Linked DNA regions of Mus musculus: regions 1, 2, 3 and 5 are each linked to region 4. Evidence: chromatin contacts called from public HiCAR-type and promoter capture Hi-C data. All regions are on one chromosome and are shown on one strand. The core of a region is the stretch at or near the end of the contact, and the rest is flanking DNA. Distances in the headings are between cores, read along the strand shown. Region 1 holds the start of Klf2 (Kruppel-like factor 2 (lung)). Region 2 holds the start of Eps15l1 (epidermal growth factor receptor pathway substrate 15-like 1). Region 3 holds the start of Cyp4f18 (cytochrome P450, family 4, subfamily f, polypeptide 18). Region 4 holds the start of Slc5a5 (solute carrier family 5 (sodium iodide symporter), member 5). Region 5 holds the start of Slc18a1 (solute carrier family 18 (vesicular monoamine), member 1).

Evidence for each region. Promoter capture Hi-C pulls out the DNA fragments that hold promoters and counts their contacts. HiCAR-type assays count read pairs that join an accessible place to other places.
Region 1: a contact with region 4 is called in a promoter capture Hi-C map of embryonic stem cells, with 3 times the contacts expected there. The contact joins the promoter of Klf2 here to the promoter of Slc5a5 in region 4. A contact is called at or near these places in 3 of 39 promoter capture datasets (embryonic stem cells, hippocampal neurons and liver) and 1 of 115 datasets of contacts at active chromatin or transcription factors (astrocytes).
Region 2: a HiCAR-type map of astrocytes shows a contact between it and region 4, with 2.6 times the contacts expected there. The contact joins the promoter of Eps15l1 here to the promoter of Slc5a5 in region 4. A contact is called at or near these places in 2 of 115 datasets of contacts at active chromatin or transcription factors (astrocytes and pancreatic cancer cells) and 1 of 9 other capture datasets (liver).
Region 3: a contact with region 4 is called in a promoter capture Hi-C map of hippocampal neurons, with 5 times the contacts expected there. The contact joins the promoter of Cyp4f18 here to the promoter of Slc5a5 in region 4. A contact is called at or near these places in 2 of 39 promoter capture datasets (hippocampal neurons and liver).
Region 5: a promoter capture Hi-C map of pre-B cells shows a contact between it and region 4, with 4 times the contacts expected there. The contact joins the promoter of Slc18a1 here to the promoter of Slc5a5 in region 4. A contact is called at or near these places in 2 of 39 promoter capture datasets (hippocampal neurons and pre-B cells).

What each region holds. Positions count from the first base shown.
Region 1 is chr8:72,315,887-72,320,570 of GRCm38.p6, forward strand. It overlaps Klf2 (Kruppel-like factor 2 (lung)), which reads left to right and starts at 3,176. Exons shown (of 3, transcript NM_008452.2): 1 at 3,176-3,263; 2 at 3,540-4,356. The coding sequence starts at 3,192.
Region 2 is chr8:72,418,929-72,423,353 of GRCm38.p6, forward strand. Eps15l1 (epidermal growth factor receptor pathway substrate 15-like 1) reads right to left here and starts at 2,546. Exons shown (of 24, transcript NM_007944.3): 1 at 2,477-2,546. The coding sequence starts at 2,509. It overlaps Gm46043 (a long non-coding RNA gene), which reads left to right. Exons shown (of 3, transcript XR_001778581.2): 1 at 1-2,852.
Region 3 is chr8:72,007,085-72,011,481 of GRCm38.p6, forward strand. Cyp4f18 (cytochrome P450, family 4, subfamily f, polypeptide 18) reads right to left here and starts at 2,542. Exons shown (of 13, transcript NM_024444.2): 1 at 2,495-2,542; 2 at 1,960-2,158. The coding sequence starts at 2,157. Gm51535 (a long non-coding RNA gene) reads left to right here. Exons shown (of 3, transcript XR_003947403.1): 1 at 1-1,567; 2 at 2,600-2,694; 3 at 2,924-4,397.
Region 4 is chr8:70,890,512-70,895,038 of GRCm38.p6, forward strand. Slc5a5 (solute carrier family 5 (sodium iodide symporter), member 5) reads right to left here and starts at 2,246. Exons shown (of 15, transcript NM_053248.2): 1 at 1,794-2,246; 2 at 1,141-1,206; 3 at 767-818; 4 at 603-670. The coding sequence starts at 2,150. It overlaps Rpl18a (ribosomal protein L18A), which reads right to left. Exons shown (of 5, transcript NM_029751.4): 5 at 4,211-4,527.
Region 5 is chr8:69,087,003-69,091,247 of GRCm38.p6, forward strand. Slc18a1 (solute carrier family 18 (vesicular monoamine), member 1) reads right to left here and starts at 2,220. Exons shown (of 17, transcript NM_153054.2): 1 at 1,979-2,220. Atp6v1b2 (ATPase, H+ transporting, lysosomal V1 subunit B2) reads left to right here and starts at 1,734. Exons shown (of 14, transcript NM_007509.3): 1 at 1,734-1,926. The coding sequence starts at 1,791.

The DNA.
Region 1 (4,684 bases), core at 1,926-4,425, 1.4 Mb after region 4:
AACCTCAGAACCCAGACAGTGGAAGAGACTCGACTTTACACAAGTCCCGTATGTGTACACACACACACACACACACACACACACACACACACACACACACACACACTGATAAATAAATGAATAAATAAATACATGCAATGAACAAAATTAGATGTTTTAGTCAAATGTGCTCTGCAGCAAATAATGCCCTCTGAAGAATATGAAGGCCGGCCACCTACCAGGAAAAAAAATCTTTCCAAACCTGGTGGCCCAAGCAGGGCCATAGGTTCAGACAAAGGACACAAAGCCAACCAGAAGCAAACAAAACAACCCATTTGAAACTATTCAAAAGACTGAGGCCTGCACAAAGGGCTTAGAGGAGCTAAAAGAAAAGATATGCAGAAAGAGAAAAAACGCATTTCAAAAGCTCCCCCTGGCCATAGGTGTGGTGCAAATGAGGGGATGTGCACCTGATGAAAAGAGGTGCAGGAGGTGGTTCCTGCCTGGGAGCTGCTTGGCACTGCTAGACTCTGACAGTGTGCGTGTGCGTGCGTGTGCGTGTGGGCTCCAGGGGGATCACTTCAGCTCACTCCCCCTACTTTGTGGGCCCCCTGGGGATTGAACTCAAGCTGTCAGGCTTAGTTTGAAACATCCTTTTGAGTCATCTGCACAGCTCTGGCTCTGAGCTACTGATCTATTGATCGTCTGGCTGCAGCCTCGCCACAGTGCTGAGATGACAGGCGTGTTCTAGTGCTCTTGAATATCTGGGTCCCCAGATACTCAAACCACGTAGTAAAAGGCCATGGATGCCCTGGAGTTGAAGTTACAGGCCCCACGTGGGTGTGAGGAACCACTCTTAAGCACTGAGCCAGCTCTTCATCTCTCCCACAGGCTTTACAACACCACTGGGTGGGTTATACCCAACACCACAGAACAGATTTGGCTGTCATGTTACTTTGTGTTAATTAGGAATGATTAAAAAAAAAAAAAAAAACTTCCTGTGTTCAGACTCAGTCCCCTACTGATCCCCAGGACAGGTGGTGTGGTGGCCAGTCTTTTTGTTTTTGTTTTTTGTTTTTTGTTTTTTTGTTTTTTTTGAGACAGGGTTTCTTGTGTAGCCCTGGCTGTCCAGGAATTTACTTTGTAGACCAGGCTGGCCTCGAACTCAGAAATCCACCTGCCTCTGCCTCCCAAGTGCTGCGATTAAAGGCGTGCGCCAACACGCCCGGCAGGTGTGGCCTGTTATACCAGCACTTTGGAGGCAGAGGCAGGAAGATGGCCATCCTGGACTATATAAGAAAAGACTATAAGATATAAGAAAAACCTATTACACACACACTGCAAATAAAAACAGAACTCCCTCCTCCAGAATCCTTAACGTTGGGAAATGACCCAAATCTTATCATTTGTTCCTTAGTAACGGGAAACTGAGACACACACACTCAGGGTGTTGTTCAGATCTGAATACACCACATGGCTCACTTTTGCTCCATGTGAAACACACATGGTATTCCCCGCTCTGTGGTGACAGGCTGAGGTGGGTCCCCGGTCCTAGAGGACTTGTTAGATCTTCCTTAACCAAGCCAGTGTTTCAGCCTCACATTCTGCCTCCATGAGTGTGTGATCTCTCTACTTTGATGTTTTGTGGAAAGGACCTGTGGACAGTTGGGGCTGATGTTACAGACCAGTGTCTGTAGTTCGCCAATGTTTCTGCTCCAAAGTCACAGAAGTGGACAAGGGGCTGGGTGTGGAATCTGCCACCCCCTATTCCTGCTGGAATCACTGCACCCAACTACACAAGCTTGACTGCACCCCTCAGCCTCCTGGTTTCAGGTCACAGCTTCAATGCCCTCCCTCTCTCTATTACCCTCTTGCTTTCTCCAGAGCTTACCTCAATGTTTGCCTCCGGGGTTAAGGTCAAAATTGCACCAATGTCCTTCCCCAGGCTCACCACATACTTCCTCCTCTTCCACTGTTCCTTTTTTTTTTCTGTTTAGGCCCCTTGGGTATTATGCATATTTATTTGATGTGCCCATCCCCCACTGAGTATCCCTTGCAAGTCTTGACAGTCAGACAACAGCTCTTCCCTGCACTAGAAGGATTTATGTGAGGTGTATGTTTGTGGGAGGTGAAAGGTCCCAGAGACTCAGTACTGTATTTATGTATCTAGTGTAAATTGTAATTATTACATGCTATTGTGTATTTGCACGTGCGCCAGTGCACTGTGAGGTCTAAGGACAACTTATGGGAACGGATTCTCTCCCCCTTTTGGGAACTGAGCTCCTTGGATGAGGCTTGTAAGCAGACACTAAGCCATCATGCCTGCCTCTAGTGTTTGCTTCTTTTTTAAGACACGGTCTCTTGTAGCCAAAGGGGCCTTGAACCTAATGCTTTCAACCTCCTAAATGTTCTGAAGACAAGCATATACCACCATGCCATGGTGTCTGCCTCTGTGTGTGTGTGTGTGTCTCCTTCCCTCCCTCCCTCCCTCCCTCCCTCCCTCCCTCCCTCCCTCCCTCCCTCCCTCCCTCCCTCCCTCCCTCCCTCCCTCCCATCTCTCTCTCTCTCTCTCTCTCTCTCTCTCTCCCTCTCTCTCTCTTTCTCTCTCTGTGTCTATCTCTCTCCCTCTGTGTGTGTGTGTGTGTGTGTGTGTGTGTGTGTGTGTATTAAGGGGGCTACGATGCTCCAGGCTGGCCTCAACTCCCTTCTAGGCAGGCCCCAAACTTCATCCTTCTTGTCTTAGCTTCCAAGGTAGCTTAAACAAAGATTTCACAGAGCGTTCCCTGGGTGAGCACTGTGACCCCAGACTCCCCATGCATCGGTCCAGGTTTCCAGGGGCTTGAGGCTGGGGAGATACCGGGAAAGCCTCGTCACCCGTGTTCCCCGCGGAGTCCCAGGTGCCACCCCCTCCCCCGCCCCCCGCGCGCGCTAACTATGCTGTTGTGCCTGGTTTGTTGACGCCGTCGCCATAGGGACGGTCGGGGGCGGGGCCCGGCCGCGGGGGCGGGGCTTGAGGAGCGCAGTCCGGGCTCCCGCAGTAGCCGCCACAGCCACCACCGCCAGGCTTATATACCGCGGCTAAATTTAGGCTGAGCCCGGAGCTCGTCCCCATCCGGGACGCGTTTCCGTCGACGCCTCCTAGCCCGGCCCTCTGTGCCTGCCGCGCCTATAAGGCCTGGGTGGGCCGGGCCACAGCACACACAGTCCCTGCCATGGCGCTCAGCGAGCCTATCTTGCCGTCCTTTGCCACTTTCGCCAGCCCGTGCGAGCGCGGCCTCCAGGAGGTGAGGGCAGCGAGGGTCCGCGGGCGGCGGGGTAGCAAGGTACCAGGCTACAGGGTGCAGGAGCCAGTACTGGAGATGACAAGGTCCAGGGTGCTGACCGCCTCAGGGAGTTAGACTTCAGGCTGTGGGACAGGAGGTGGGTGCAGGGACTGAGGACACGCGCGCTGAAGGGATGCCGTGCACCGGGTGCAGATCTTGAGGGCCTAGTTGTTAGACTTTGGGGTGCAGGGTAGCAGGAGGCACCCCCACTCACGTCCCGCGCCCTGTCTCCTGCAGCGCTGGCCGCGAAATGAACCCGAGGCGGGCGGCACGGATGAGGACCTAAACAACGTGTTGGACTTCATCCTCTCCATGGGATTGGACGGTCTGGGCGCCGAAAATCCTCCCGAGCCCCCGCCGCAGCCCCCGCCGCCTGCCTTCTACTACCCGGAGCCGGGTGCTCCGCCGCCCTACAGCATCCCCGCGGCCAGCCTGGGAACAGAGCTGCTGCGCCCCGACCTGGACCCGCCTCAGGGGCCGGCTCTGCACGGCCGCTTCCTCCTCGCGCCTCCCGGGCGGCTAGTGAAGGCCGAGCCCCCCGAGGTGGACGGCGGCGGCTACGGCTGCGCTCCGGGCCTGGCCCACGGACCGCGCGGGCTGAAGCTCGAGGGCGCCCCAGGAGCGACAGGTGCATGCATGCGGGGTCCCGCCGGCCGCCCCCCGCCGCCCCCGGACACGCCGCCGCTCAGCCCCGACGGCCCCCTGCGCATCCCGGCGTCCGGTCCCCGCAACCCGTTCCCGCCGCCCTTCGGTCCCGGCCCCAGCTTCGGCGGTCCCGGCCCCGCGTTGCACTACGGGCCTCCCGCGCCTGGCGCCTTCGGTCTTTTCGAGGACGCGGCGGCAGCGGCGGCGGCGCTGGGCTTGGCTCCACCTGCCACGCGCGGTCTCCTCACGCCGCCCTCGTCCCCGCTGGAGCTGCTGGAGGCCAAGCCCAAACGCGGCCGCCGCTCCTGGCCCCGCAAGCGCGCCGCCACACATACTTGCAGCTACACCAACTGCGGCAAGACCTACACCAAGAGCTCGCACCTAAAGGCGCATCTGCGTACACACACAGGTGGGCGCCTGGCCTCATTCCCGGGATCTGCGGCAGGGGGATGGCCGCGAGTTCAGGAACAGGCTAGGTTACAGAGGAAGACCCTGTCCATCCTCCAGAAGGGAAATGGATACTGTCCCCAGAGTCTATGACACTGCCAAGGGGGTGTGGCAGTTTAATGGGTTGGCTCCGAGGGACTCAGGTCTCAAGAATTCGGGACATAATTAAGAAGCTGTGGAGGGCTGGGCTGGGGCTTAGCACTGCATATAAAGTTTGGCATGGTGGCCTGAGCCTGTCATCTCAGTACTGAGCAGAAGAATCAGGAATTCAGACCTAATCTCAGAATGTT
Region 2 (4,425 bases), core at 1,296-3,795, 1.5 Mb after region 4:
TCCCACCCACAGCTCCATCCCACACAGGGAAGAAAGGCCACACGGGAGCTGCTGCAGGTGCAGTCACAGTCCCCATACCTACTTAGGTGACACTTTCTGAGTGTCTTTCCACTGGCAACAGGTCTGACACAGAAACAACAGACACGCAAACATGTCCTGTGGACCAAGAGAGCTGTAGGATTATATGATGTGCACATGGCTGTGTGCCATGACTAGCAAAGGCCTCTGGGAAGGATGATATCTGAACTGCTGCTGAAGGAAGAGAAGGATCCAAGCCAGAGAAGAAAAGGCTGGAGTGCTTCAGAAAGAAGGATCAGTCTTCAGGGCCACCATAGCTGACAACACAGCTAGGTATGTGAAGAACAGAGAACTGACCACACCATGGTGCCATGGAGAGCATGTGGAAGGCAAGTCACAAGTTAGGAAGAGAGAATCAGGATTCTATCCCAGAGGCTCTAACAAGGTGAATCTAATGAAACTGACTCATGTTTTTGTATCTGTCATCTCAGTATGACAAAACGCCATCCTACGGTAACTAGTTTACCAATAAAATAGAGCATCCCTCCTCCCCAGACAGGGCCTCATTTTATAGCCCAGGCTAGAACTTTCTGTTACTGAAGTGCTAGCTGAAAGTTGACATTATACTTGGCCAGGAACCGCTTCCTTGATATTCTGGTGTTTGAGAAAAAATTGACAGCATGTATCCAACTCCCATGTACTCAATAACTATCAGCTACTACTATGGCCCAAATTTTTAAAAATCCAAATTATGACTAATGTCAAAATTAGGAAATTTGAAAAACCCTCCCTCAAAAAAAGTCAGAGGTAATGACTGGACTGAAGCCAGCTGAGTTAGTAACATGCTTGCCCTAAAAGCTCGAGGATCCAAATTCTCTCCCCAGAGCTAGCTCACACAGAAGTGCTACAGGATGCACGGCACTTGTGCTGGAGAAGAAGGGACAGGAGGCTCCCTGGCCTTGCTGACTTTCCAGGCTGGCCTAATTGAGGAACTACAGGCCAGTGAGAACCTGTCAAGAGAGAGGTGAACACCCACAGCTGGTCCTCTGTCATCCCACTTGGAAGCCTGGAGCACGAGGATGCAGAGAGTCCAGGAATTGGAAGCCAGCCTGGGTGACATAGCAAGGCTCTAACTCAATACACACCTATCCTCAATACACTCCCTACTATCTGTCTAGTCCTTAACCATTTTCAGAAGACAATCACAGGTGCTGTAAGAGCATGTTAATTAATATCTACTGGTCTCCACATGTTAATATAGTGTCAAGGCTGCTGGTGGCTGGTCCTTCCAGGACTTAACCACCCTGTATTGCCCTCTCCTTCAGACCAGGTGACCTGGGTGCATCAGCCTGCCAAGCAGTTCTTACCAGCTTTGGCATTCATACTTGCTCTTGTCTTAGTCCCAAACACCCGAATTTATTGACGGGTAACAAAAGAGCTTCCAATGTGTTAGGCAAAATGTGCTTTCCACAGTTTTCTGCTAATGCATTTTACATCTCTATTTTCCAAATGAGGTAATTGATATGCTGAGGTTAAGAAGCCTGCTTCAAGGACACTCTTCCAGAGTTGGAGCCGAGATCTGAATATAAAATGCTTCCTCCTGGTAACCATGACCCTGCGAAAGACGATTCTAGCAAAGTGCATATAATATGCTGTGTGGAACAAACGGGTAATTTGGCAAATTAGCAGGACAGGAATACTTTCTAATTCTTATGGATGTCACCTGGAACTAGAGACTTTGTCAGTGAGAGACTGCTGAGCTCCCAAGCACCTGATCCCAAGCACGTTAGAAAGTGGCTGAAGAATGAATGAATGTTTTCCGCTAGAAGCACAATGGCCTTCTCACTGCTATTCTGTACGTCCCTGTAGCATTTGATACGTTCAAGAAAACCATCCAGCGACCCTGAGGACGAAGACTGGTGCATACCGTTGGGGGCGTAGGATCCGCGCTTTTCGCACCGCACAGAGCAGCGGAAGCGGATCTCGGGGGAAGGAGGGCTGGGCGGCCAGAGGCGAAGCGGGCGTGTCCCGGTTCCCCTTGCGACTCCAGTATGGGACACCACCCGCCCCGACGCCCGACCCCGCGGGAGACAAAGACTGGCGGCGGGCCCACCGCTCTCGCTCGCCTCCGCGGGGACGAAGCGCGACGCGGCTCGAACAACAGCGCCCACCCCCCAAACCCCCCCCCGTCCCTTAACCTGGCCAGGCCCCAGACGGAGCAGACATACGCAGCGGCCGCGCCCCATCACCTCTTCGCAGCCGCTCGGGGGTCGCCCGGCGCAAGAGTATGCGGGCCGCTCCGGCCTGTCACCTTCAGAACCGCCCGGCCCCCGCCACTCAGCCTCTGAGCCTTCAGCGCGCGCCTCCGCGGTCCCCTGGAGCCGCGCTTCCGCGACGACTTATCTTTCTCGCGGCAACCACCGTCCGCACCGCCCCACGGCGCACCCCAGCACCATACCTGCTGCGAGAGGGGTACAAGCGGCGCCGCCATCTTCGTGCGGACTCGGCCTCCGGAGCGCCGAAGGAACGGGGGCGGGGCCGTGCCTGCGCACTAGTACGAAGGAGGGATGCGATGCGCGCGCAGCACAGCCAGCGCAAGGACAGGCCACAGGACCAGAGTACACGTGCGCAGAAGGGAATCCAAGTCCTCCCGTGAGAAGTTTTGCAGTAAGAGGGCGGAGCCTCGATCACAGTGGAGAGGGCGGGGCAGTTCTGGCTGGAGGCGGAGCCTTTATGGGGAAGGCTCTGTCGCATAGCCTTACCAGAGTTGGCCGTACCGGGTGATTTAGAGAGCCTAGCCTAAAGCACAGCGTGACTAGAAGGTTCGGAGCCTCGTAAGTTTAGTGGGCCGAGAGTGGGCGGGCTAGTCGGTCTGTGGGGGTGGGGAGGGCCTCGTGTGCATCTCCTGATTGGAGTGGGCAAACCGAGCCCCTGGCTTTGGAGGCTCCTGTGAGGCAGGGAACCCAAGGGATAGGTAGGGCTCCCTTCCAGACCGCTGCACTCCAGCTCCCTGCACTTTCCAGTCTGGGTCTGTGAATCGGAGCTTGGCTAAACCCAGGCACCGTCTTAACTTCTCCACTCTAGTAGCCTCTACTAATGCCTAGGGTTTGCTGAACTTTTCCCGGGGAAATGGAGACAGTGGCACACAACAAAGTACCATGGTGCTCAAGTCTAACTTGGGCCATATGCAGTGTTAGTACCACTCAGTATGCTTGTTAAACAGATTTGGGTTCTGATTGCTTGCAGATGTGGGTGTAGCCTGACATCTGGTGTTTTTTGTTGTTTTTTTATGTGTATATGCCTGCTGTGCTCGTGCCAATGCCTGCCCAAGAGAGAAGAGTTTATTAGATGCCATTGAGCTGGAGTTAAAAGCACTTATGAGCCCCCAACCCCCGATATGAGTGGGAACAGAACTAGGGTCCTCTGGAAAAGCAACAAGCACCCTTAACCAACTAACTATATCTTCAGCTACTCTGGTATTTCTTTTTTTTTTTTTTTTTAAAGATTCATTTATTTATTATATGTAAGTACACTGTAGCTATCTTCAGACAATCCAGAAGAGGGAGTCAGATCTTGTTAAGGATGGTTGTGAGCCACCATGTGGTTGCTGGGATTTGAACTCCGAACCTTCAGAAGAGCAGTCGGGTGCTCTTACCCACTGAGCCATCTCACCAGCCCCTACTCTGGTATTTCTTTGTCTTTTTTTTTTTTTTTAAGTTACATTTTAACTTACATCTTAAAAGATTTGTGTGTTGGATGGCCCCTTCCACCATGAGTCACAGAGATAGGACTCAGGTTGTTAGCCTTGGCCGCAAGCATCTTTACCCACTGAGCTATCTTGCTGCCCCTTAGGACATCCTCATTCAAACCACTACACAGGTGCTGGGAAACATGGTACACATATACCGCCACACTCAGTCCCACTGTGTTTGATTTCTTGAGGTAGTTGTGACTGATCCTGATTGCCAGCTGCACAGGATCTAGAATCATATAGGAGACAAAGCTCTGGGTTACAACTGTGAATTTCTAGACTAAGCTGAGGAAGGAAGACCCCCCCACACACACACACACACTTGTTCCATGTGCTGGAGGCCAGGACAATGGATGCTGTGTGACCAGCTGCCTCACCATACACATAACACAAATCTTTGTTTTAAAAGCTCTGTGTATGTGTGTTTGTGTACATAAGTGCAGACACCTGCAGAGGCCAGAAGAGGGCATCAGTGGTTGTCCAGTGCCTGATGTAGGTATTGAGAATTGAACGGAGATCCTCTGAGAAAGCAGCAAGTGCCCTTAATCACAGACTCATCTCTCTAGCCCATAAAAATTTTAAAAACTTTTCCAGCTAGGTGTGGTAACACATGCCTTTAATCTCAGCCCTCAAGGAGGCAGAGTCAGATCTCATGT
Region 3 (4,397 bases), core at 1,292-3,791, 1.1 Mb after region 4:
TGCTTCCATAACCCTCATCCATATCTGTCACTAACTCCAATAAACTCACCAATTCCCCAAGGTGGATGTTGGTAAGAATGATCACTTGAATCTCACCTATTTTCCTCATCTGGACTTAGCAGACTGTGTGGTGTCTCCCAGGAAAAAGTCTCTCACAATACTCAGACCACTTGCTGTGGACTTGTTTCCTTCAGCTTGGAACACTCCCTCTTTCAGAAGGGAAGGTCACAAGACTCAGGAAGCCTACTAAATTAATAAGACTAACAAGCACACTCCCTAAGGGATATCATTAGTAAACAGTTGCAGGATTGGGGGAAGGAGAACACTCTTTGGTGGAGCTGCCTGCATGTTGAGTAGGAAGCTATAGGGATATATTGCTTTCATGAGTTGTCACCCCATGCTGGGGTTGACTTTTTAGTGGTGCAACTGCCTGAATCACCTCCTGTGTGGAACCCCAACAAACACCATAGCTCATCAAGAAAGATTGAGTGAAGTTGTTTCATTACCCTGTCCTGGGTGCCTTATCCCAGATGTGTCTCCCCAAGAAAAGTCACTCGACACCGTGATGTGCACCTTGACTTTGGAATGTGGATTTTCTCATCCTGGGAGCAGTCCCAGCATTCGTGTCTATTTTTATATGGCATTTTCCCCTCTAAGCCTAAAGTGGTGTCATTTTCAACTTCTCCTGGTAGTCATGGCAACTATAGCTGCCCATAAGAGTAGTAGCCAAATCAAAGGGGATGCTGTCAGAGCTGTCAGAACTCCTGAAGGAAGGTCCGGAGATCTTCTCCTGGGACTCCAGCTATGACTCTCTACCCCAGTAAAATATGATCTTGGGATATACTTCAGTATATACGAAAAGAGGTTTTAAATCAGGACTTCGTGGTGCAGCTTCCATAAGGCTATCACCCATGATGGGTGGGACCTTACAATGATACAGCCATTTGAGGTTACCCATGATCCCATTAATAGCCCCTCACCTGTTCTCTGAAAAAAAATAAAAACTCTTAAGAAGCCCATAGTTCTCAGCAAGCTGAACACGGATGGACATGCTGTTTTGGTGCCCACCTGGGATAAATAGACTTGTTCACATCTCCCAGGAGAGTTAACAAGACACCATGTGGTCTCTGGTTCTTCCTGTGAGGGAGGACAACCACATCTGCGGAACTTGGCCTTGGCAGACCCCAAGGCAGCAAAGGTGACCTCTAAGTCTCCATCAGGGTGACCACTCTCACTTGTCCTCTGCTGACATCAGGCTCTGGCAGAATCTCTATGGCCCTCTGTACACCTGGCACTGTGCCACTTAAAAGAAAGCAAATGTCTCCAAATCACACAGAGGGAAAACCAGATGGAAGTCTATGCTCAAAGTGTGCTGTGGAGGATGGGTTCTGAGAAGGCTTCCAAAAGAGGAAGTGAGAGGCTAGATCATATCTAGATTGAGCAACATAACTCACTGGTACATCTCAGTGGAGAAGCCAGACATAAGAGGAAGACGCTGAAGAATGGGGAGTTAGGAAATCAGCCCTCAGAGCTCCCCTGGACCGTCTATGCCCCTGGGTGTGTCTGGGTAAGGATTGTAGGTCATTTCTGTGACCAGTGGGAAGCCAGAGATGAGCTGAAAACAAATGGTATAGTGGAGATTGGCTCTGGTCTCCCCTCAGGAGACCTCAAGTCTAGCACAACAGAACCTGGGAACACCAAGGTCCTTACTCTGTTGGAGTAAGCCTTGCTGGAAGCCCTGCAGCATGCCCACATCTGCAGAGAAAACAGGCTGGAGAAGTACTCAGAGAAGACTCCGTGTGGGAAAGGCTCAGGACAGTGCATCTGTAAATGATTGCACTTTGAATTCTGCTGTTCTAGTCCAGCACACCTCTGTGCCCAGCTCCCTGGGCTCTATTCAAGGCTCTTCACAATTCCTTTTACCCTGAAACCCCAGACCCACCTTATTACCACACTCACCAGGCCTAGGTGTCCCAAGATCCAGTTTCGTTTGGGAGGCTGTGGGAAACAGCGGAGGCGAAGAGAGTTCTCAAAAACACCATAAATCGGTGTAAGGATGTAAGCCAGAAGGCAGGAGGCCCCAGCCAGCAACAGCAACAGCCATGGAGAGGCTGCTGTGTGGCCCAGGCCCATCCAGGACATGCTCAGCTGTGACATCCTGCAGGGCAAATGCACACAGGATGAAATCCTGGGGCATGGAAGAGGGACAGTGTGGTCTAGGGCAAAGGACAGGGATAGGGAATTAGAGAGTTGGGGATAATGCCTGGGGAGGAAGGGAGACCCAGGGCAATCTATGGGAGGAGGCAAGGAGGGGAGAAGAGGGGAAGAAAGGGGAAGAGAAGGAGATAGAGAGAGAGGAAATGAAAGAGGATGGAGGAAAGGGGTTGATTAGAGTCTAAACCATGGACTATTAGCCAGAAATCAACATCTGCTTCTGACTTCCTGTCCTGCCCCAGCCTAGGACCTCTCAGCCCCAATGGCCCTAGTCTGGTACCTTCTCTCAGGAGCACTGTGTTTCCCAGGTCTGTCTCTCCCCTTCTCTGACTCCTGACCAGGGGCACCTAGAGAAGTCTAGGCTAGACCAGCCAATCCCTTGCAGGCCCAGCTGCCTCTCCCTGCCTGGATAGGTGGCCATCATGTGGGGGCGGAGCCAATTTGAAGCAGAGCAAGACTGCACTGTCAGAGTCACAAAGAGTGAGTACCAGGTCCTCGGGACTTCACACCCCTTGTGTAAGGACTTTGGAGGAAGCGGTGGATGGTTTCATGAAGATAAAATACCAAAAAGAGGGTGTGAGAAAACAGGCTGGTCACCACTGTGGGACTCTGCTCTTGGTAAGAGTGTGAGGAAAGTGCTGTAGCTCCTCTCCCTAAATTATGCCTCCTGTGCCCTGGCTAGTCTACATAAACTGTCTGCTTTCTTCAGGTGCCCAGGATCCTCACACAGCCTGTAAGCAGTCTGGACCAGAATCCCGAGTGTCAACAGAAGAACAAACTGAAACTCAGAGAGGGCAAGCATCTAAGCCAAGTTGCACAGCCCAAAACAATCTTAGGTTTGTCAGACCCTAAAGCCCAAAGCTTTTTCCCTCTACAATGTTGTCTCACCCTACTGAGAACAGTTCCCTCTCAAGAGAGGGGCATTGACAGTGCTGGGATCTCAAGGCATGAGGTGGTTCCATACCAGAAGCACCCTGAAACATTGTTAATGGCCATCTGTTTTTCCTCCTATACCCAGTATACTCTTCCCAGCAGACTGCCTATTCACTTCCTGGCCTCCTGAGATTGCTCTGTAGGTATTGAAGAGCTGGCTCCAAATACAGCTGCTGAGAAAGAAGATGAGTAAGAGATAACTCCCTCTACATCCTCAGTGCCTCCTCCAGCCAGACAGCCAGGATGTCAGGTGGCTAGAGCCCTCAATAGAGTCACAGTGTCCTATGCCTGTCATCCAAACACTTGAGAGGCTGAGAAAAGAATGTAGTTCAAGGCCCACTTGGGCTACAGTGAAAGCCTCCACCATCATTCCAACTCTCTTCTGGCCTCCTTGAGTACCCACACTCACATGTACATATCCACACAAAGACACGAACATACATACACACAATTTAAAATAAAAATCATGGTGATTCATATCTTAGTCACTGTTCTATTGCTGTGAAGAGACACCATGGCCAAGACAATTCTTAGAAAAGAAATCATTTAATTGGGGCTGGCTTACAGTTTCAGAGGTTCAGTCCATTGTCATCATGGTGGAAACATGGCAGCACACATAGCAGTGGAGCAATAGCTGAGAGCTTTACATCCTGGCCCACAGATAGGCAAGCAGAGAGAGAATGGACCTAGCATGGGCTTTTGAAACCTCAAAGCCTCCGTGACAGACTTCCTCCAACAAGGACAAACTCCCTAATGATGACAATACTTTCAAACAGTTCCACTTCTGGGGGTCTGTGATGGCTATTTCTGGTTGTCAACTTGACTATATCTGGAACTACAATCCAGAAATGGAGGGTACATCTATGATCCAAATCTTGAGACATAGTGGCCATGAAAAGTGTAGGCCCAGGCAAAGTGGCACATGCCTTTAAACCCAGGAGACAGAGGCAAGCAGATCTCTGAGTTCAAGGCCATTCTGGGACAGAGCAAGTCCCAAGTAAAGAACAGCTTAGGTCCAGGCATCGTGGTACACACCTTTAATCTGAGACATACCTTCTTCAGGAGGCCTGCATAAGGACAATGGGAAAAAGTAAGGGTTCCTTTTTCTTTGCCTGCCTGCACTTACTTGCCAGCGCATCTGCTGGAACCTACTTCTTCAGGAGTCCAGCCTATACAGAAGACCGGCCTACACACATAGCCTTGTGGGACTGAGCAACTACTAGACTCTTGGACTTCCCATTCACAGTTGC
Region 4 (4,527 bases), core at 996-3,495:
TGGTCAGTCAGAGGATTAGATAAGGTAAGGGGGAACAGACGCAATGGCCCCAGGCATCCCAGCAAACAATCCAACACCCAGTATTATCATTATCCCTTTTTGTTTATTTCTGGTCCATGTAGCTCAGACTGGCCTAGAACTTACAAGCTTCCAGCCTCCCCAATGCTGCTGTGAAAGGAGCCAAGCAGCTACTTCTGATTCACAAATGTATTTCTCCCTGCCATTCATAGAAATCTGAGCCTCCATCGCCGTACATAAACAGCAACCAGAACATGCCAGTCCCTTAGGTGGCACAGCCAATCAGGGGACCAGGAGAAGACTAGGCCAGAGTCTCAGGCAGATCCAGCTGAAACCAGTTCACTGCTGGGCAGGAGCCAGGAAAGGCAGGGGGCCAGTTTTGGCACCAGAGTGACCATGGGAAGGTAAAGCTCTGTCAGGGCTGCTGGATCCAGCCGCACCTGAAGCTCACATGTCTATCAGTCTTTATGTAGGAGAGGACACGGGCACAGTTAGGCAGGCTGCGGCTACCTCAGGTGCCAGGAAGCTGGAGTGGTGCTGCCTGCCTGAGGTTTTCCGCGTGTCAGCCACCACAACCCACTTACCACGGTCGTGTACAAGGTGCAGATGATTCCTGTGGACAGGAGCGATGCCCAGATGTCCAACCCGGTCACTGCAAAACACACCCCCTGTCAGGTCTCCCTCATCCTGCCTGCTCATGTAGGGTCCAGCCTGGGCTCCTGGCCCCTCCCGCTCCCGACAGCCAGACCTTGGTTCAGGATGAGCGCAGGTGCGTAGATCACGATGCCAGTATACAGCATCTGTGGGTGGGGAGGTCGGTGATGGCAAGGGGCGGGCAAACGGGTTGGAGGCAGAAAGAAGAGAGCGCGGATCAGGCAGAAAGGGCGGAGCCAGGTTGCAAGAAGGTGTTTTTAGGTAGGATGGGGTGGAGCTAGGTGAGAGGGTGCCCATAGGCAGAATGAGGGCAGAGCTATAGGCGTGGTCCTTGTATGTCCCAGAGAAGCTTAGCTCAAGCTGGAAGGGGGCGGGGCCAGGTAGGATGAGGGGTGTGGCGTGAGGTCAGGTTGGAGCGGGCTATGATAATTGCTCGTGTGGGCGTGGCAGGGCGGGCAGCTCGCTCACCGTGGCCACCAAGTACTGCAGCGTCCCGCAGAGCCGGACCGCTCGGCTGAAGCGCAGTTCTAGGTACTGCAGAGGGAGCCAAGGGCTGGAGGTTACCGGGCAAGTGACCCCTCAGCCATCCTCACTGTTTCTACTCTGTTCCGGAGTGCCCAACTGAGCTTACAGAGTCTCTGTGTAGGTTAAGCCGGCTTGGAACTCGCAGCAATCCTCCTGCCAAAGCTTCTCTAGTACTGAGATATCACACATGGGACTTCATATTGTCGCTACACTTGTTGGACCGTTGTTTCAGGGTGCCTAGTTGCGCCCTCAGATTTGAAACTGGGGTATCCCTAGGGAGTCCAAACTGGCCTGGTACTCATGGCAATCCTCCTGCCTCAATCTCCCTAGTGCTGAAACTGCAAGTGGATGCTATTCCGTTTTCACTACAGTTGTTGAGCGTTTGGGAAATCCTACACCTCACTGCAGGCGTTTGAACTCTGTCGGGCGCCGGTGGGTGGCTGGTACGGGCACTCGCAGGGACAGGTGTCAGCGGGAGGCCACTGCCCCGAGGCTGCTGCGAGCTGTGGGGCCCGGACTGGCTCTTCCTCCTTCCTGGCCCTGCCCGGTGCCCGCGGCATCTTCCCGGAACCTTCCCATGGGACCAAGTCCCCTACCTGGTAGGTGCTGGTAAGGCCCAGGCGGTAGAAGATCGGCAAGAAGAGCAAGGCTGTGAGCAGCGAATTGAGCAACTGGCCCACGCACATCCACAGAAACTTGAGACCGTAGCGCGCTGCCTCCGCGGGGACCCCGAGCACCTGCACAGCCGACATGAAGCTAGCGGCCAGCGACAGCCCCACAGGCACTGCCGCCAGCTGCCGGCCCCCGGTGAAGAAGTCGTCGGCGCTGCGCTGGCCGCCGCGGGCCAGGCCGACCCACAGACCGATGCCCGTGGACACCAGCAGCATGGTCGCGAACACGCCGTAGTCCCAGGGGCCGAAGGTGGCCCGGGCCCCTGCCTCCGCGCCCTCCATGGAGACAGGTAACTCGGAACGGAGAGGATGCGGAGGACGTCGGGGACTCTCAGAGCGAGCGTCGTCGCAGCGCGAGTTCCTGCTGGGCCGTCGACCCACAAGCTTTTCGCGCGGCGGATTTATTGGGCTCCGGGGTCAGCGCGGCCCCGCCCCCAGCCTGGGAGGCGGGCGCGACCCGCACCCTTTCCGTCCTGGGGCGAGCGGGCCTTCAGGGGTGCGGGCAACGGGGTTGGGGGGACACTAGCGTCTCCTGACACTTTCTCCCACATCTAGGGCTTGTTCCGTGTAGAGTTGTGAACAGACAGGAAGGGCCTTGGACGGCTCAGACCTCCGCTCCCCTCTGTTCACACAGCCTGCGGGAGTTAGGAACCAGAGCTACGAGGAACCCAGGACTGGGGTTCACTTTCGGGGACTTCCGGGCCCCATAAGGAAAAACGAGACTCGAGCCTTCCCCCCAGAGAGCATCTGCCTTTCTCCGCAGCGTGGGAGAAGGAACTGTCCACCCTTGCTAACCCGGTGGGAGGCACTCAGGTTCTCTTTGGAGAATTTCTTCCTTCTGTTTAGGACTCAGTTTCCCTACCTGCACAGGGCAGTCTGGACCTATGGTTGTATGTGTGTGTATGTGTGTGTGTGTGTGTGTGTGTGTGTATGCGTGTACGCACGCGTTTGAGGCTGAGTCTCATGTAGCTCAGGCTGGTATGGAGTCCTGACCAAGGCCCACCCTACCGGCAGGAACACAAGTGTGCACTACACCTGACCTGGCTGTCCTCCCCTTTCCTGTTCTCTTCCTTTCTTTCCCACAGGCTGACCACAAAGGTGTGTCAATCCTGCCATGGCTTCCCTAGTGCTGGGATGACAAGTGAGGGTTCATTGGATACCCATTTCTCCCTTCTTGTCGCAGGTACTTTGGCATACCTGGGTCCAGAACAGAAGTTTGCTGATAGTGGCTTTCAAGGGACCCAGGGCTTGGGATGATGCAGAACTGTCACCGGGACCCTTTTCTGGAGAACTGGCCGTTTCTGGGGTGTTCAGGGTTGATTCCCTATTGAGCCACGTCTGTACTTCCCGGGTGGTCTGATAAGTAAAACTAAGGCACACGCCCCCTGGTGGCCTCATATGCTGTATACTGGCTGGACTGCCTGCCTGGAGGTGCTGGTTAGGAGGGAGGCCTGGCTAGGGCAGTCTCCTAAACCTAGGTGGCAGGCGGGCTTGAGGGCATTACTGATGAGGTTGAAAGGGCTTTTCTCTTCTTATTAGACTTTATTTTATATTTACATGTGGGTACACTGTAGCTGGCTTCAGACACACCAGAAGGCGGCACTGGATTCCATTACAGATGGTTGTGAGCCACATTGTGGTTGCTGGGAACTGAACTCAGGACCTCTGGAAGAGCAGTCAGTGCTCTTAACTGAGCCAATCTCTCCAGCCCGGGGTTTCAGGTTTTTGCAAGGCTTCAGAATGGGTAGAACTAAGATGAGATGACACATGTATTCTGAATGGGAAGAAGCACTAACGCAGGAGGGAGGGAAGAGTCTTCCCGAGGCAGCGGGACTGCCATGTTGGGACAACACTTGCAGTCATGACCTGTGCCTAGCATCAGGGAGAGCTGGGGCTGGTCGTGTGCCTACCCAATGTTTCTTTTGGTGTAGCCCTGACTGTCCTGGAACTCACCTTTTAGACCAGGATGGCCTCGAACTCAGATCTGTCTTTGCCTCCCTGAGGGCTGGGCTTAGTCTCACACCAGGTATCTTCACAAACTCCCCAAAACAAAACTTAATTATGCACGTGGGTGAAGGGGAGCTGTATATGAATTCTGGCGCCTGCAGAGGCATCTGATATCCTGGAGCAAGAGTTACAGATGTGGGCCTAATACAGGTGCTAGGGACAAAACCAGGTTAAGAGAAGGAACTTTTCATGGATTCTTCAAGGTTCCAAAGCAGCAGCCACTGGTTCTACTCTGCACAGGGAAGCAATGCAGTCTGAGGGGTCACCCATTCCTTTGATGTGGGACCAATGGACTTAATGGGAAAAAGAATCATCTATAGACCAGATGCCCTCTTATGGCTTTCACATGTTATCTTCTAAGTGCCATTCACACATTGCTATCCCTGAAAGTACTCTGGGCCATGTGTAGACATGGAAATGTCTACAAGGGGCCAGAGGCAAGTCCCTCAGAGGTAGCAATTGTAGGCAACTGCAGTAGGTTCCTCCCTGTGACAGAACAGTCCCAGGAAGCTTCAGGCCTGTGCCCTTTCAAGATTGGGCACCATGATGATGCCGTGCTGGCTGCACCCAACAAAAGGAACCCCCATGTTTCCTCCATCATTCACCAAAGCGTAACCCTGTCCCCATCTAAAGCTTGCAAGCTCACTGTGGG
Region 5 (4,245 bases), core at 970-3,469, 1.8 Mb before region 4:
TCTCTGTTTACATTCAATTACCTCTTTTAATACTTCCAGCAATTTTATCGAGGATTGAAGGATTGTTACATAGGGACCTGAGATGCACTCAAAGTAGACTTAGGTAACCTGGCTACATTTACTTCATTTGTAACATCAGCTGACTGACTTTTAGTTGAAATGCTTGGGAGCAGGAATGCTTTAGATCTCAAATTTCTTATTTTGCCTTTTTTTAAAAAGATTTTTAAAAGATTTATTTATTTTATGTATATGAGTACACTGTAGCTGTCTTCAGACACACCAGAAGAGTGCATCTGACCCCATTAGACTGGCTTTCAGTAAGGTTTATAACTTATCATCAGTGAGCCACCATGTGGTTGCTGGGAACTGAACTCAGGACCTCTGGAAGAGCAGTCAGTGCTCTTAACCACTGAGCCATTTCTCCAGCCTCTCAAATTTCTTTTTTTTTTAATTGTGAAATATTTACATAATATGTCTTGTATATAGGCTGTAAGTCTATAGATAAAACTCATTTATATTCCATACATACCTCACATATATAGCCCAAAGGGAATTTTATAACAACATAGTAATTGGGCTGGAGAGGTGGCTCAGCGGTTAAGAGCACTGGCTGATCTTCCTGAGTTCAAATCCCAGAACCCACATGTGGCTCACAACCATCATGATGGGATCCGAAGTCCTCTTCTGGTGTGTCTAAAGACAGTAACAGTGTGCTCACATACATACAAATAAATAAATCTTTAAAAACAAAACAACAACATAGTAATTTTGTGAATGAGGCAAAGATCCATGCTTCCCAAACTGATAAGTTATAAACCTTACCGAAGGCCAGTCTAGACATCCTCTTGTGTATTTATCAACAAATCTATGGGGAACTAACACAAAGAAGTTTTTCAGTATGTTGCTCCGTCATAGCAAAGTTCTTGTTTTCCTCTTCTGTTCTTATATTGTAAAGAGAACAACAATCAATTTACTGTGTTGTTCGTTTCTCACAGGCTGGTTTTTCTTTTTGTTTTTTTTGTTTTGAAACATAGTTTCACTATGTAGCTCTGGCTGCCCTGGAACTCAGACCTTCCTGCCTCTGCCTCCTGAGTGCTGCGTTTAAAGGCTTGCGCCATCACACCAAGCCAACCGCTAGCTAATTTTATCACAGCCAAAGAAAAGAAACTAGAACCCTTTGTGCGTTCTAACCTCTTAACTGGTTTTCCAATCTGTTCCTAAGGTGGTCTTCCACACCATATACTCTTCGGATATGCAAGAAAGCCAAGTCTGTTCGAAAAGATCCACGAAAAAAAAAGAACTTGGTAGTAGGATAAACTGAAATAAATTTCGACACAAAGTTACCAATCATGGGACTAGGTTTTCTATCTTCTGCTTTCCAAGGTGTTTTCCACAGCTTGATTATGAACCTCAGTTGTCTGTATTTTCTTATGCACGTTTTCCTATCTCTTCCTTCCCTACATTCCAATGAATCTTTCTTTTTCTCGTGAATCCTCTCTCTTGTGTCAATTTTGCCCTCTGGCCCCTTTCGCTTCTCTTTTCCCGCTCCCAGCCTCAGATCCGCGCTCCCAGCACTCTGGTCAGCTCCCTATGCGCCTAGCATGCGCGCGCACCCTGCACCGCCCCCGCAGAGCTCCAGTCACGAGTCTGGGGGCGGGGCGCCGCCGAGAGGGCGGGGCCTCTGCCGCAGCTTCGAAGCGCGCATGGGTGGGGCCGGCCGCACGGGCCTCCCTGCTATATGTGCGCCTGCGCCGCGCTGCTGCGGGGCCAGTCGGGACGGAGGAGACAAGATGGCGTTGCGAGCGATGCGGGGAATCGTGAACGGGGCCGCACCCGAACTGCCCGTGCCCACCGGTGGGCCGATGGCCGGAGCTCGGGAGCAGGCGCTGGCGGTGAGCCGGAACTACCTATCCCAGCCTCGTCTCAGTGAGTACGGGAAAGTGAGCGTGTCCACCAAGCCCTTGGCTTGTGCTCTCACCTGTTCAGCCAGCGGGGAGGGAATGGGATTCATTTCCCCCATCGCTCAGTTCACAAGCACCTCTCCAGCTTTGCGTGAGCTTTTCCGTGACTTCGGTGGGCCGAGCGTGAGAGCACCGACTGGAACCTTCCCATGGGCTAAGTGGGCTCCTGATGATTGCCCTACCCGCTCCGAGTTCTCTGGGTATTGTCAGACACTGGTCTGTCTCTGAGGGCCACTTCTTGTCACTGTCTTCATCTGCTCCTGGCCTCATTTAAATGTCTTCGGGTCGAGGGAACGCCTACTCCGTCCCCCTTTGCCCCGTGGACCTCTGGGCAGGTGGACCGTGCAGAAGGTGTAATGTCATCGCTGATGTGGGCAGGCCCCGCGGCTAGAGGGAGATGTGGCTTATTCTGTAGGGAACCGCTTCACTGGAGGACACCTAGATACCGGAGAACCTTAGAGCTGAAAAATACCCTAGTCGTGCAGTCCCACCCTCTCGTTTTACAGGCGAGACGCCTAAGGTTCTGGAAAGGAGAAGCCATGCCTGGCTTCAGACATCTAATTATTGGGAAAAGAGGAACCAAAAATCGAGTTTCTTAATCCTTTGCTTGGTCTTCTGTTGTTTATTCGTTTACTGACCAGCTAACCAAACGCAGTTAAATGGAAGGTTGCTTTCCACTGTTATGTTCATAGGCTTAAGTGTAGTGATCATAAAAGACCTCAATAAGCCATGTTTAGACAAGCCAGTCATTCCCAAATGGCTCTTGTTGGCTGAAGCTTTCGGTTGTATAGAATCAAACCTCTTCACGGCTCCCTTAAAGCCAGGCAGAGAGCTTTGAAAGAAGACTTTTTTTTTTCCTCTTTTTTAAGTATCTGTTGTTTTCCTGAAAATAAGGTTCCATTTGCACAGGTTAATTGGCAGCTTGGCTCTGTGGGTGGCTCATTGGTTAAAAGCGTTTCAGCTGAAGGGTTTTAGCTAGGCGCCCTCCAGCCTGACTAATCCTGTCCTGAGCTGTCAGTGGGTCATGTGATAACACTGCAGCGAGGGGAAGGGAAAAAAAAAACACACACACACACACATTGGAGAGTGGATTGCTGAGGTGTGCCTTTTAAGCATTTTTTTAGAATAATTGTTAAAATTAGAGAATGCCTGTTAGGGGTTCATGTGAGCCCAAGGAAACGTCGGGAAAACTGACAGATTTATACCTGAGAATTACAGAATCTCTAGAATTGCATTTGATATGTATGCTTTGCTCTGAGCAGAGCACATAGACACTGGTGTGGCTTCTAAGGGAAAAATGTTACAAGGTTATAGTAGTCTCTTTCCATATAACAAGTCATTCAGAGCCAATTCAGGGAGTGTCGACTACTCCATGGCGAAGGTCTTAAGCCCTTCAGGGATGAGTAGTGTTTCTCCACCATATCCATGTGCTTGGCCAATATTTGAAGAGTTTGTTCATAGGAGGATTCTGCTGACTAAGCTGTCTCTAAAAGTTGCATCTTTGTATCCCCAAGTTCACAGTGTCTGACTTAGGAAGTGCTCTGTAAATCCTATAACTTGGAATTCAATTTGTCCTAATAGTTAAGCGTGTATTTTTTTTTTAATATGGATAGGGTTTTTAAAAGGGAGTTGGTATACTGCATTTAAATATCATCTTTTACTATTTTTGCCACATTTTTAGTCAAATTTAAATATTAACTCAATTTTTTATTATTAAAGTTTGATGATACTATCAAAATAATTATAATTAATTGATACACACTCTTTGGAGTAATTTTGGCAGTTGCCCTGTGAAAATCAGATCCTGTTTTAAAACAACTTCAGGATTATTAAAAATTCTAGATATTATATGTACATAATATAAGAAATTACTCAGGCTGTTAAAAAGAAACGGAAAGTAAAATATTCAGGCTGGAAATTAGTAACTAATCTGGAGCACATCATTTGACTTTCTGACATCACAAGGTAAAAAAAAAACTTTGCCCTTTTAAACGTTAAGGAAGATCAACAATATCTTCAAAGCTATTAGAGCAAAATACTATGAGCTTGGTTGGGTTCACTTTTCTTGACCCAGCCAAGCTAACCTTAAGTTTCTTATGTCACAAAGCAGATCCCTAGCAAAAACCACAAGTGACTTTCCTTGCTTTACTTCTAGAGCATGTTCAGGTTAGTTCTCTGGTCTTGCACAATTGAAGGAATGGCTTTCTTAGCATTTGTTTTGCTATGAAGGTGGTGCCTAAAGAGCTAGGGTTTATTGTGCAATGGTTTTTGCTTTAACAATGTC